Linked DNA regions of Rattus norvegicus: all the other regions are linked to region 1. The links are chromatin contacts, called in public Hi-C maps. All regions are on one chromosome and are shown on one strand. Each heading gives the region's core, a stretch centred on a gene start, on an enhancer-like site or on the middle of the called end of the contact. The rest is flanking DNA. Distances are from core to core; before and after follow the strand shown. Region 1 holds the start of Arhgap31 (Rho GTPase activating protein 31). Region 2 overlaps Arhgap31 (Rho GTPase activating protein 31). Region 3 overlaps Arhgap31 (Rho GTPase activating protein 31).

What was found. Hi-C and Micro-C count contacts between places; a contact is called where the count stands out from the background.
Region 2: a Hi-C map of frontal cortex shows a contact between it and region 1, with 3 times the contacts expected there. The contact joins the enhancer-like site here to the promoter of Arhgap31 in region 1. A contact is called at or near these places in 2 of 12 Hi-C or Micro-C datasets (frontal cortex and psoas muscle).
Region 3: a contact with region 1 is called in a Hi-C map of Schwann cells, with 2.3 times the contacts expected there. The contact joins the enhancer-like site here to the promoter of Arhgap31 in region 1. A contact is called at or near these places in 3 of 12 Hi-C or Micro-C datasets (Schwann cells, frontal cortex and psoas muscle) and 1 of 1 datasets of contacts at active chromatin or transcription factors (oligodendrocytes).

What each region holds. Positions count from the first base shown.
Region 1 is chr11:75,542,233-75,545,726 of GRCr8, reverse strand. It overlaps Arhgap31 (Rho GTPase activating protein 31), which reads right to left and starts at 1,551. Exons shown (of 12, transcript NM_001105879.1): 1 at 1,233-1,551. The coding sequence starts at 1,332.
Region 2 is chr11:75,603,298-75,606,791 of GRCr8, reverse strand. The region is part of intron 1 of Arhgap31 (Rho GTPase activating protein 31); the gene reads right to left. Among named protein-coding and RNA genes, the nearest start is that of Arhgap31, 61 kb to the right of the region's middle. Within about 2 kb of position 1,826, at least 41 of the 93 cell types and tissues checked have an H3K27ac peak or open chromatin away from gene starts, as enhancers often do.
Region 3 is chr11:75,582,591-75,586,084 of GRCr8, reverse strand. The region is part of intron 1 of Arhgap31 (Rho GTPase activating protein 31); the gene reads right to left. Among named protein-coding and RNA genes, the nearest start is that of Arhgap31, 40 kb to the right of the region's middle. Within about 2 kb of position 1,839, at least 54 of the 93 cell types and tissues checked have an H3K27ac peak or open chromatin away from gene starts, as enhancers often do. A contact at or near this core is called in Schwann cells, where this site is marked.

The sequences.
Region 1 (3,494 bases), core at 302-2,801:
CAGCAGACTCTGGACTCCCGAATACCACAGAATATCACACCACTGCAAATTACTAGGGGTGCTGAGTCTTCAAAAAGGGGGAGTGAAACAAAGGCCTTGCACTGTTTCTGGGACGCACACTTGATATGGACAAATCCAGTTGTTTTGGGGAGGGTTTTCCCGGAGGCAGAATTATTCTGAGCAGCTACACAGTCCTCCGTTTTCCTTTGTTGTATTTATCTATGTATAATGATAGATATCTATGTATGATAGATATGTGTGTAGTGTGATCTTTTCTCTTTCTCTGAAGTTTCCAAAGAAGCTTTTTTTTTTTTTTTTTTTTTTTTTTTTTGGTCACGGCTAAGTGCAGAGCCAGTCAACTTTACAAAAGGAGTCATTTAATGCCCCATTTCCCCACCTTTCCTATATTAAAAACGTTTGCCCTCCAATGGTGTTATCACATCATAGGCTGTTTTCATTCTTCCCCACGCGAGAAATGTTTAAACTGTTTCTGCTGGCTCCTCTATTTCTTTTTCCAAGCTGACTTTGAAAACGGAGACACACTTCTGTATCCTAAACTATTTTAAAGCTGAGGCCCTCTGACCTTTTTACAACACACTGGTCGCAGGACACACCAAGCGCCCCTCTGAAAGCCACGAGAAGGTAAAGGGTCTGGTGGGGAGGGGGGGCAGGGTCGGGGTCCGGGGAGATGCTGTATAGCTGGCATCAAGTCAGAAATACAGAAACTGTTTGTGCAACCACTCCCCCAGCCAGGATTCCCCACCCCACCCCCACCCCACTGCCTCCTACCACATTAATGAAAAGGGATGTGAGCCAGTGAAACCCTACAGTACAGGAGACACATTTAATATGGTCACGGTGATATAACCAGAGCAACCTATCGATGATGATTCCGCCCTACGTCAGTCACACCTCATCTTTCCCTTCCAACACCCAAAGTTTAAGAGCCGAGCCTCCTTCCCGGAGTTCAACCTCAGGAATAACCAGTTAACGCCACAGCTACACCACTGCTCATCAGCCGCTCCTGTGACACGTCGGAAGGACAGACCCAGCTCCTGCACTGTGGGGTGGAGGCGGCATGGTTAAGACCCGTGTACTTTTTTCTTTTCTATTAAAGTACAGTGAGCGCACAAGCCTGGAACACATTAACTTGTGAACTGCATCCAGCACACCCCAAGAGAAATCCATCGCTCTTAAACAGAAAAAAAGGTGGGGGGAGGGGGGTACATTACCATCCTGTCCCGAGCTCTCCAGATACTCCGTCAGGTCACATCCAAACGCACTGGCGGCTCCCTTTCGTTTCAGCTTCTGCTTGGCACCCTTGTTCTTCATGAGTTAGCCCCACAGAGGCTGCCCCTCCGTCTGCGCTCTCTTACTCCGCACCGCTGTTGAGGGTTTCGGGGTCGGGTCACCGGGGCAGAGCGGCGCCGGGGGTCGGCATGGGCGCGCAGATCGGGCCGTGCACCGCCCCGGGCGGGTGTCACCTCCCTACTCGGGCTCCCGCGGAGTCTCCCCGCGCTTCTCGGCTGAGCCTTGCGAGGAGCCCGGGCCGGGGCGCGGCGGTTAGGGGACCGCCCCGGGGCTGAGTGTGCTCCGCCCTAGGCCCGCGCTCTGCCTTCAGACCGCTGGAGGACCGCGAACAGCGAGCATCCCGTCCCCTCGCCCGCCCTCGCGCCGTCCCTTTTTTCCTGTCTTACAAATCCCAGGATCGTCCAGCTCAGGAAGCGCTGGAAGGAAGTCAGCTCGGGAGGGGGGCGGAGGTTGGAAATTTTTGGCAGCTCTGAGTGTGTGTGTGTGTGTGTGTGTGTGTGTGTGTGTGTGTGTGTGTGTGCGTGTGTGCGCGTAGTCGAAGGAAGTAAGTGGGTGGGTTGAGCTGCGCGGGCTGGGGGAGAGATCGCGCTCTCCCGAGGTGGCTCTACGAGTCCAGAGTATCGCCCAGGGCCGCCCCGGAGGAAATCGGCCTCACGAGGAGCCGCGGCCGCCCGCCCTGCTTCCTGCCGCCAGACCGGCTCTTTGCACAGCGCAGGAGGAGGCGGCGCCGGACTCCGCAGGGAGGGCTCGGATGGGTGCTCACGGAGTTATCCTCCTTGTCATCCCAGTCCTGACACTTTCTATTTCAGTGCCTGCCTTTCTCCTCCGCCAACACTTAAGTGTAGTGACAGTAACAAAGACTGGGATTCCAGAAACCTGACCCACAGAGCCTTTACGTTGGCCACTCCCACCTCTCTTTGCCGGGTCTGCGGTCCCTGAAGCCCAGACGTCTCCTCTCCCACGCTGAGGTTAGGATATCCTCGGGGCGAGAGAGAGGTGCAGCGTTGTAACCACTTCCCGGGAAGTTATATTTGTAGTTACAAATTCAAGTTCAGACACACACACACACACACACACACACACACACACACACACACACACACACGCACACGGCGACCTGGCTAAATGCAAGAGATTTGAGCAAAGAAACCAAGATTTAAGGGGCTCTGACATTTTGCCAGTCTCCCAGGTTGTTTTAAAACTTGAGGCGTGTGCTTTCAGGCCGGAATGTTTTTCCTTCCCTTAGTTGGAATTCCTTGACTCGTGTGTACTCAGCACACACTGAACACTTAAAACCCTGTGCCTTGACGATTCGAAGATTAGATTAAACTTCCTGAATATATTCAAATCCATATATAGGCTTTAAGGGTAGCATATAGCTGGCAAAAGTATTGTGTGTGGTATTTTAGTTACTGACTCCCCTTAAAAGTCATCATGGGAGTTTATGAACTCTGAACTCTGACCTTCTCTCTATGTCCAGACATAACCTGATAGCCAGCCCTAACAAATCTGGCCTACAGATGTGTTTTGTTTGGAACATATTCTTTTAAAAAAATTATTAGCCAACACTAAAGAATTATGCTATTTCTCCATAAGAAATCTGGATTTCAGTTGTGAGGGAAGGAAGCTCTGGTTATACCACAAGTGTGTTCCCACCCAGCAAGGAGTGTGGATGCTAAGACATGATGGCCAGCTTTAGAGATGAGCCTTCTACCTTGGAACTACCTCTGCCTGTCTTTCAGCCTTTGTACCCATCTGGTCTCTGGGGCCACTGGAGTCGGTGCCCAGTTCCCAAGTCCTCCTTACTTCCACTTTCCCGTCTCTCTCAGTGACACCACCACAGACTCAGCCATTTTGATGAAACACTGTCAAGTAACCACTGACTCACTGATTTCTCTCCTACTTCCAAGCTAGGCCAGCCTTAAAAGGATGTCCCCTTCACAGTGCCTCTCAATTGGGGTTCTGCCTCCCTGGTGGCAAACACCCACTCCTCAGTGGTTAGGACACCCCCCACCCCCACACCATTTGCTAATCTAAGCTCCTCTGACCTCTTCCTTCCTACATACTGGAAGCCTGATGGGTCCTCCTGAAGCACGGGCTGTTGTTTATGGGTTTGCTCACTCAAAAATCTATCAATAGTTTCAGATGGCCACAGCGGCAATTCCTATGCATCCTGTAAGTTG
Region 2 (3,494 bases), core at 577-3,076, 61 kb before region 1:
CCCAGGCCACGGTAATTTATATGTCCCCAGATGGCCTGAGGCACAGATGACCAAATGCACATGGAACCAAGAGCTTTGCTATTATTTTATTTAATTTGGTATCATGGAAAGAAGTCATTGCTATTTTCATTTTCTAAAAACAAAACAAAACCAACCAACAAACAAAAAAACCCCTATGTTGGCAGGCTTTTTAAAAAGTGTGTGTGCCTGTGTATCCGTGTGTGTGTGTGTGTGTGTGTGTGTGTGCGTGTGCGTGCGTGTCTGTATGTGTGTCTGTGTGTACGGGTGTGTGTGTATCCGTGTGTGTGTCTGTGTCTGTGTGTATGTCCGTGTGTCCGTGTGTGTCTGTGTGTGTGTCTGTGTGCCTGTGTTTCCCTGTGTGTCTATGTGTACAGCTGTGTGTGTCCGTGTGAGTATTTTTGTGTATGTCTGTGTGTGTCTGTGTGTATCTGTGTGTCTGTGTGTCCGTGTGTCCATGTGTGTGTGTCCATGTGTATCTGTGTGTCTGTGTGTATGTGTGTCCATGTGTATGTGTCCGTGTGTGTGTCCTGTTCTTTCAGAGTCTATCCTAGAAGGCAGTTGCAGGTCTAAACCAGAGTCGCCTGGATGGGCCATCCTCTGGGGAAGCCTTGGAGCTTGCTGACAAAGGAGAACATTGTTACCCGGATGGTATTTTCAGAGGACTTACCTGGGAGCAGAGATCAAGGCTACCTTTGCATGTGTGGTCTCCTGTAGAGGACAGAGGTTGATTTGGGGATGTTCGCAAATCATTTCTCTAAATTCTCTAATTTTTTGAGACAGGGTCTTGCACTGAGCTTGGACCTTGCTGTTTCAGCCATACTTGCTGGTGGTACCTCCTGATAGGCTCGGGTTTGGCCCTCGGTGCTGGGCTACAGACATTTGCCACCAAGTCGGACCTTCACCTGAATTCTGTGGATCAATGCTTGCCAGGAAGCACTCAGCCCCAAGTCATCTCCCAGCTACTCTTATTTTTACGCGGGAAGAGTATGGTAGACCAAAGGGCCAGAGGTAGCATTGGGGTATCTAAAGGTCTTTGACTTTTCAATAGATTTCAATAAGCGTAGGCATCGGCGTAGGCTAAGGATGAGCAGAACTGAAAAAGAACGACATGGGGGAGATTTCCCATCTAAGTGAGGAGTCAGAAGCTTAGATGAGGAATTAAGAAGCCCAACTTTTCCTGCCCCACAGCCATCAGATTTAGATCTCTGAGGAGAGTAAGTCACTCCTTTGAATTGTGATAGGAAACTCTCGTGACAGCACCGTGAGGCAGCACAGCTCCCAGGCCATAAGCGACTCCCACCCTCAGACTTTTATCTGTGCTGGGAGCCATTTCTGGAATGGAATGAGGACCAGTGTTCCTTTCTGAACTCCTGTCCCAAGATCCATCAGCTTCCGGAATGAGGCTGGAAGAAGCTGGGTCAGAACACGGAGCCGAGTCCACCTGCAAATGTTTGGGTTCTTGCTCCTGGTGGTTTACATCAAGGTCTTCCTGGACTAGGCAGGACAGAAATGCTTGTTGGCTTGCTCTGTTTTTGTTTCTCATTTGCATTCGTCGTGACTCTCCAACTCACCCCACCCACAGGAGCGGAAAGTTTCGTTAAATAAAACGTGAGTTTCAACTTCAGAAGGTTTAAATGTATCTGCTTTGGTATGGCTGGACTCCCACTAACCTCGACGCTAAATTTACTCTGCTAAAGTCGGAGTCCTCCAGGGACTTGGCTGTCTACGGCTCTTAGTTCATCTACGGTTCTGCCCTCTTCTGATGTCACCCTACGGGTCTCCCGCTCATTGGACCCTCTGGTTTCCTGGGCGGTGCAGCTTCCTGGTGGTTTCCAGATCCGTGGCACTGTGGGCTCCTGCCACGGCAGGCAGTAGCTTTCCTATCATGGGGTTTGCCAATGGGGGATGGGGAGAATTCAGAGAATGCGACTTGATTCTGATGAGTAGGCTAAGTCCACGGGAAGATCCTCCAGGTAGCAGCTTGTCAGCTCCTCCGCGCTCCCACCCCCACCCCAGCATCTTTTCATTTCCTGCCCAATATTCCTGAGCCACAGGCAGCCATTGTTTCTAGAACAGCTTTGCTTGGAAGCCTTGGTACTGAGGCCTCCCAGCGCTTCCTGTTGTTACAAGGCTCCTTTTTCCTGCTAAAAACAAGGGCACATCCTGCCGCATGTAACCCTTTTTCAGACGATTTATGTCTTGCACAAGCTCGCCCAGTGATTGAAAACACTGGCTGCTCTATACACTTATTTTATTTAATATTTTTAAACAGTTATTCTTAGAGGCTGGCCAGTCTAGTGGGTTAAGGCACCTGCCACCAACCCTGATGACCGAAGTTCCGTCCACGAAGGCCCAGAACCAACTACCACAAGGTGTCCTCTGACCTACAAACCCTCCAAGCCCCAAGTAAATAAAATGTAATAAAAATATTAAAACATTATTATTGTACAAGGACTGCAGGTAATTAGTAGACAAAAAAACTACAGACAGATATAAGAAAAAAGTCACCCGATCTCATCCACTGTATTACTTAGCAATGAAACCGCTTCAGTGTTTGTGACTGAAGAGATGTGTCTGCCGCCATGCAGTTTACCACAGGACTTAGGTGGGGCTTCCAACAGGAGCTATTCAGAACAGCTTGTAAGAGGCAGGGAGATCTGTCAAGAACCTGTGTCTTAGACCAGCCTCGGGGAACTTCTCCATATTCATGTACAAAACGGTCTCCTGGGAGCTGACAGAAAACACAAACTAAGAAAGAGTCCTCTGAAAAGTGTTAGGAACACCCTTGGAGAAAGATCTTCTTTAAATAATGAGTGTGTGTATGTGTGTGTGTGTGTGTGTTTGTATACAGGCATGTATAGATGTATGTATATATGCATTATTTATATGTGCAGGCACGTATACATGCATGTATATATGTAGGCACGTATATATTTATGTACATATGCATGTATATATATGCAGGCATGTGTATATGTATGTATTTATGCATGTATCTATACATGCAGGCATGTGTATATGTATGTATTTATGCATGCATATATGCAGGCATGTGTATATGCATGTATATATGCAAGCATGTGTATATGTATGTATTTATGCATGTATGTACAGCATGAAAGGAGAAGTGGGTCAGTTGCTACTCTAAGCTTTTGAAGACACAGATCTGTCTGTGTTTGAGGTAGCAGAGATCTTCTCGATCCTTCCCTCGACATCACTCTCTCAACTTACACGTGGGACCCTGAAGACCCTCTCGCCCCTCTCCCAGACTGAAAGCGCCCCAGCAGATACTGGGACTGTGTTCTTTAAAACCTATGTGAGAGACGCCAACCCTAAGGCTAGTCCACCCACTTCAGAGAAAGTCGTTTTTCAAAGCAACTCCACTCCCTGGACACTCCTGAAGATTTGGAGCATTCTCTTATGGTGCACATCAGGAGAGCCTGGGTCATCTGAGTCCGGGCTTTGTGTCCCCA
Region 3 (3,494 bases), core at 590-3,089, 40 kb before region 1:
ATTAAAATGAGAATACTTTATATAAAGTGCTTTTTAAAATGTAAAGCCTTTAGGTAGTTAGTGTCACTTTGCTTAACTCTCCCCCCCCTCTTTTTTTTTTTTTTTTTTGTCTTCTCTCTCATCTTTCTGAAGGTCAGAGCACATCTGGGCAGCTGTGAGCACCGGTCATGGACACAGGGGTCTACCATAGAAGGAAACAGCAAAAGGGCTCATTTTGGCTGCCCTTTCCTTACAAACACAAGTACGTCTGCTATCTCATGTCAAGTATGGAGCCCTGCAGAAATGTGACTGAGGGCAGACACAGTGTCCCATTATTCGGCGCAGGGACCCTGGGGCGGCTCCAGGACCCCGTGGTCTAGCTTGTTTGGTTAGGAGCAGGCTATTAGAAGTGGACATTCGAAACATGTCAGCAGTTTCAGAGTTGCGCCCAATGACATTTTAATCTGAAGAATTATAAACAACTGTGCTCCTCCCACCGCCATGCCACCTCCTGAGGAATGCTCGGCGGCGGCGGGGTGGATGTGAAGGAGCCATTGATAAGGATGGCAGCTTTCGGGGCCCAACTGGGAGAGCGTTTGACAGCTGAGATTACTTTTAATGCTCTCAAAGGCACACAACCCACAGACGCATTAAAACGCAGGCCACGGATTTGTTACACAGAACGTGCGCACAGCATACACATTTAGGTCCAACTTCTCCCTAAGTGTGTGAAAGATAAGACACCCAGAAGCCCGAAACCCTTCTCCCAGGGCATCGGTGTTTTGTACAAGCATGGTTATCAGAGATGGTCTCCATTTTTATCTTTTTTTTTTTTTTTTGGTTCTTTTTTTTTTTTTTTTTTTCGGAGCTGGGGACCGAACCCAGGGCCTTGCGCTTCCTAGGTAAGCGCTCTACCACTGAGCTAAATCCCCAGCCCCTCATTTTTATCTTTTTACAGCTAGGGAAGCAAGGGTTCCGAGAGAGGGAGGTGACATACTTAGCATCATCGGACAGTTATGCTTTTAGAACTCCTGATTCTGACTAGAGTTTATTATTATGTGATCATAGAAAATAAATATCTGTACTAAACAATGATGAAACGACCCTAAAGATAGCCAAGAAGACTGGTGGCTGGAGATACTGGCCCATCTCTCAGAAGACAACGTGTGGTACTATCTCAATGCACCCTGTCTTCCAGCCACTGCAACACAAACCATAGGGTGCTCACAGGACCCGGGAATAGCCTCGGCCCTTCCCATGAAGCCATTAGGCTTAGTGGCTCACAACGAGTGGAAAGGGCTATACCATCTTTCGCCTCTCTGAGATCTCTGGAAACCTCTAACGATAGGAAGTCGCACAAGGGGAAACAAAGAAACCTATCTCCTCATTTTCCCCGAAGTGAACTTCTTCCTTTTGAGCATTGCTTGCTCGTTTCCCCCATCACCACACTGGCTAGAGGCACGGGATCAGTTGGAATAATCGGATAATTGAAGTATCTACTGCCCCAGCTGATTATATGAAGCAACTGGTTCATTGAGTCACAGACGATGGCGGAAAAGCCGCCCGGCGAAGACACAGCCGCATTCTCTTCTCCTCTTTAACTGGTCAGTGTCTGCCTGCGTACCCAGACAGGGTCTTCATTTACCCCGTTCTTTAGCACCAGGGAGGCCTTGCACAATGACGCTTGGGCGGTGCTCCAAGGAGCGCGCTGTGCAGGGACGCCTCTCCATCCGCTCATGGTCAGTCACAGAACAGTCTGTCCTTTCATGGCACCGAGGAATGAGCGCCAGCTCTGTGCGCGGGTACGCGGGGCATCCTCTGTCTGAGAGCCAAGGCCTGTTCCCAAGTTCCCCGATGGTAGCCTTGGATACGGCTGCACGGGGGTGGGAGGCCTGTGAGAGGCCTTTGTCTCTGGAGACTCTGTGGAGGGAGGCCATGGACAGCTGGCTTCTGGGCCCACCGAAGAGAGGAAAGGGATGGGAAGAGGCTGGGCCAGGGGTGGATCCACTGCAGAAAGCAGCCCAAGGGTTCCAGCTGCCCTCTAACACTGTTGCCGTTGTATGGCAAGTATGTGTGGTTGTGGTCGTGCAACCGTTCAAAAGCAACCTGGGGTCACTTGATATAGAGGCTCGGTCGACACGAGGCTCAGTGGGGTAGAGGAGATAGAACGGCCAGCTTGGAAACTGTCACCATGACCTAAATGACAACGGACTGACAGGGCCCCAGTGTCTGGTTTCAGGGATTCTCCTAAGGCTGTGCACTCTAGGCTCACACTTGCTTGTCTGTAGGATGCTTTAGATGCCTTCCTAAGTATATGATCACGTGTTAAGGTCCCGGCACTGGCAATTTAATTACCCAATAGCGTGTTCTTGGATTGATAACCGTGATTATTATCTTCCAGGGCATCTGTTTAAATCGCCCATCCACTGTATATCAGTTACTGCCCACATGGTTTCATATCTTCCTGACAGAAATCTTAGAGTGGGTATTATTATCTCCTTTAATAAATAAGAACAGCAGCAATTTTGTCTCCTCTTCCACGTGGGGCTGACTGTTTCCAAAGCCTGCAATTCATTATATGTTGGCGCAAACTTGCGTTCAGGTTGAAACTGTCCTCGTGTATCTTTGATTGTCATAAAAGCGGTCATGCAACTTTTGCCATCACCCTGTCCTCGTCTCTGAGGGTATAAACGACTCTCTGAAAGGTGACAGCAGTTAAGGAGAACACAATATGCAGAATGAGATACGGCTGACGAAGATATTGATCCATATTGGGGCTGCATTACCAGAAATACAGGGTCTAAACTGACGGAGTGGGGCACCCTGTGCTGTTCAGGCTGCTTTTCTGGGCGACACAATTAAAGAGCGGTACGGACGACTGGCCATTGCAGAGGAGTTGGAAATGTTAAAGGGTCAACTGACTTTGAACACAAACCAGTGCAGAACAAAAAAACAAAGACAAAAGAAAATAAAAACGAACAAAAGCCAAGTGTAAACCTTTCCTATACTGAAAAACCCAAGAAACCGGAGATGGTTGGCTTTGAGAGCCAGCTTGTGTGGCTAACGTGGGCTGGCAGAGAGGGAAGAGGGTTCTTCAGATGCTGCCCCGAGAATGAGTTCTCCAGTGGGGTAGATTGAACACCCCCAACTCATCTATGGGTACTGTTACCCGTTCAACAGAGGGAAGGCCTTGCCTGTGTTTGGAGCGGCTCATGAGGGAGCTGTCAGCTTTGTGAGGGGGTGAACTGGAGATGCCCAAGCAGAGGTGGGAATGGATGATGTATGAGTAACTAGAGTCAAGGGGTTCCCAATACCCAGCGCCACAGTCCATCAGTCAACTTCCCACGGGAAACGCCTCTTCCTTTCCATTGTCTTTCCCCTAAGGACTCCTTTGAAGATAACCTGCTCTGTTTGGTGGCCCTTACCTTTTTCTCTTCCTTCGAGACGTAATTATATTTTAGATCATTTTAATACTAATCACTGACGAGGTTTGTGAGGCTTGCCTTGAGTAATTT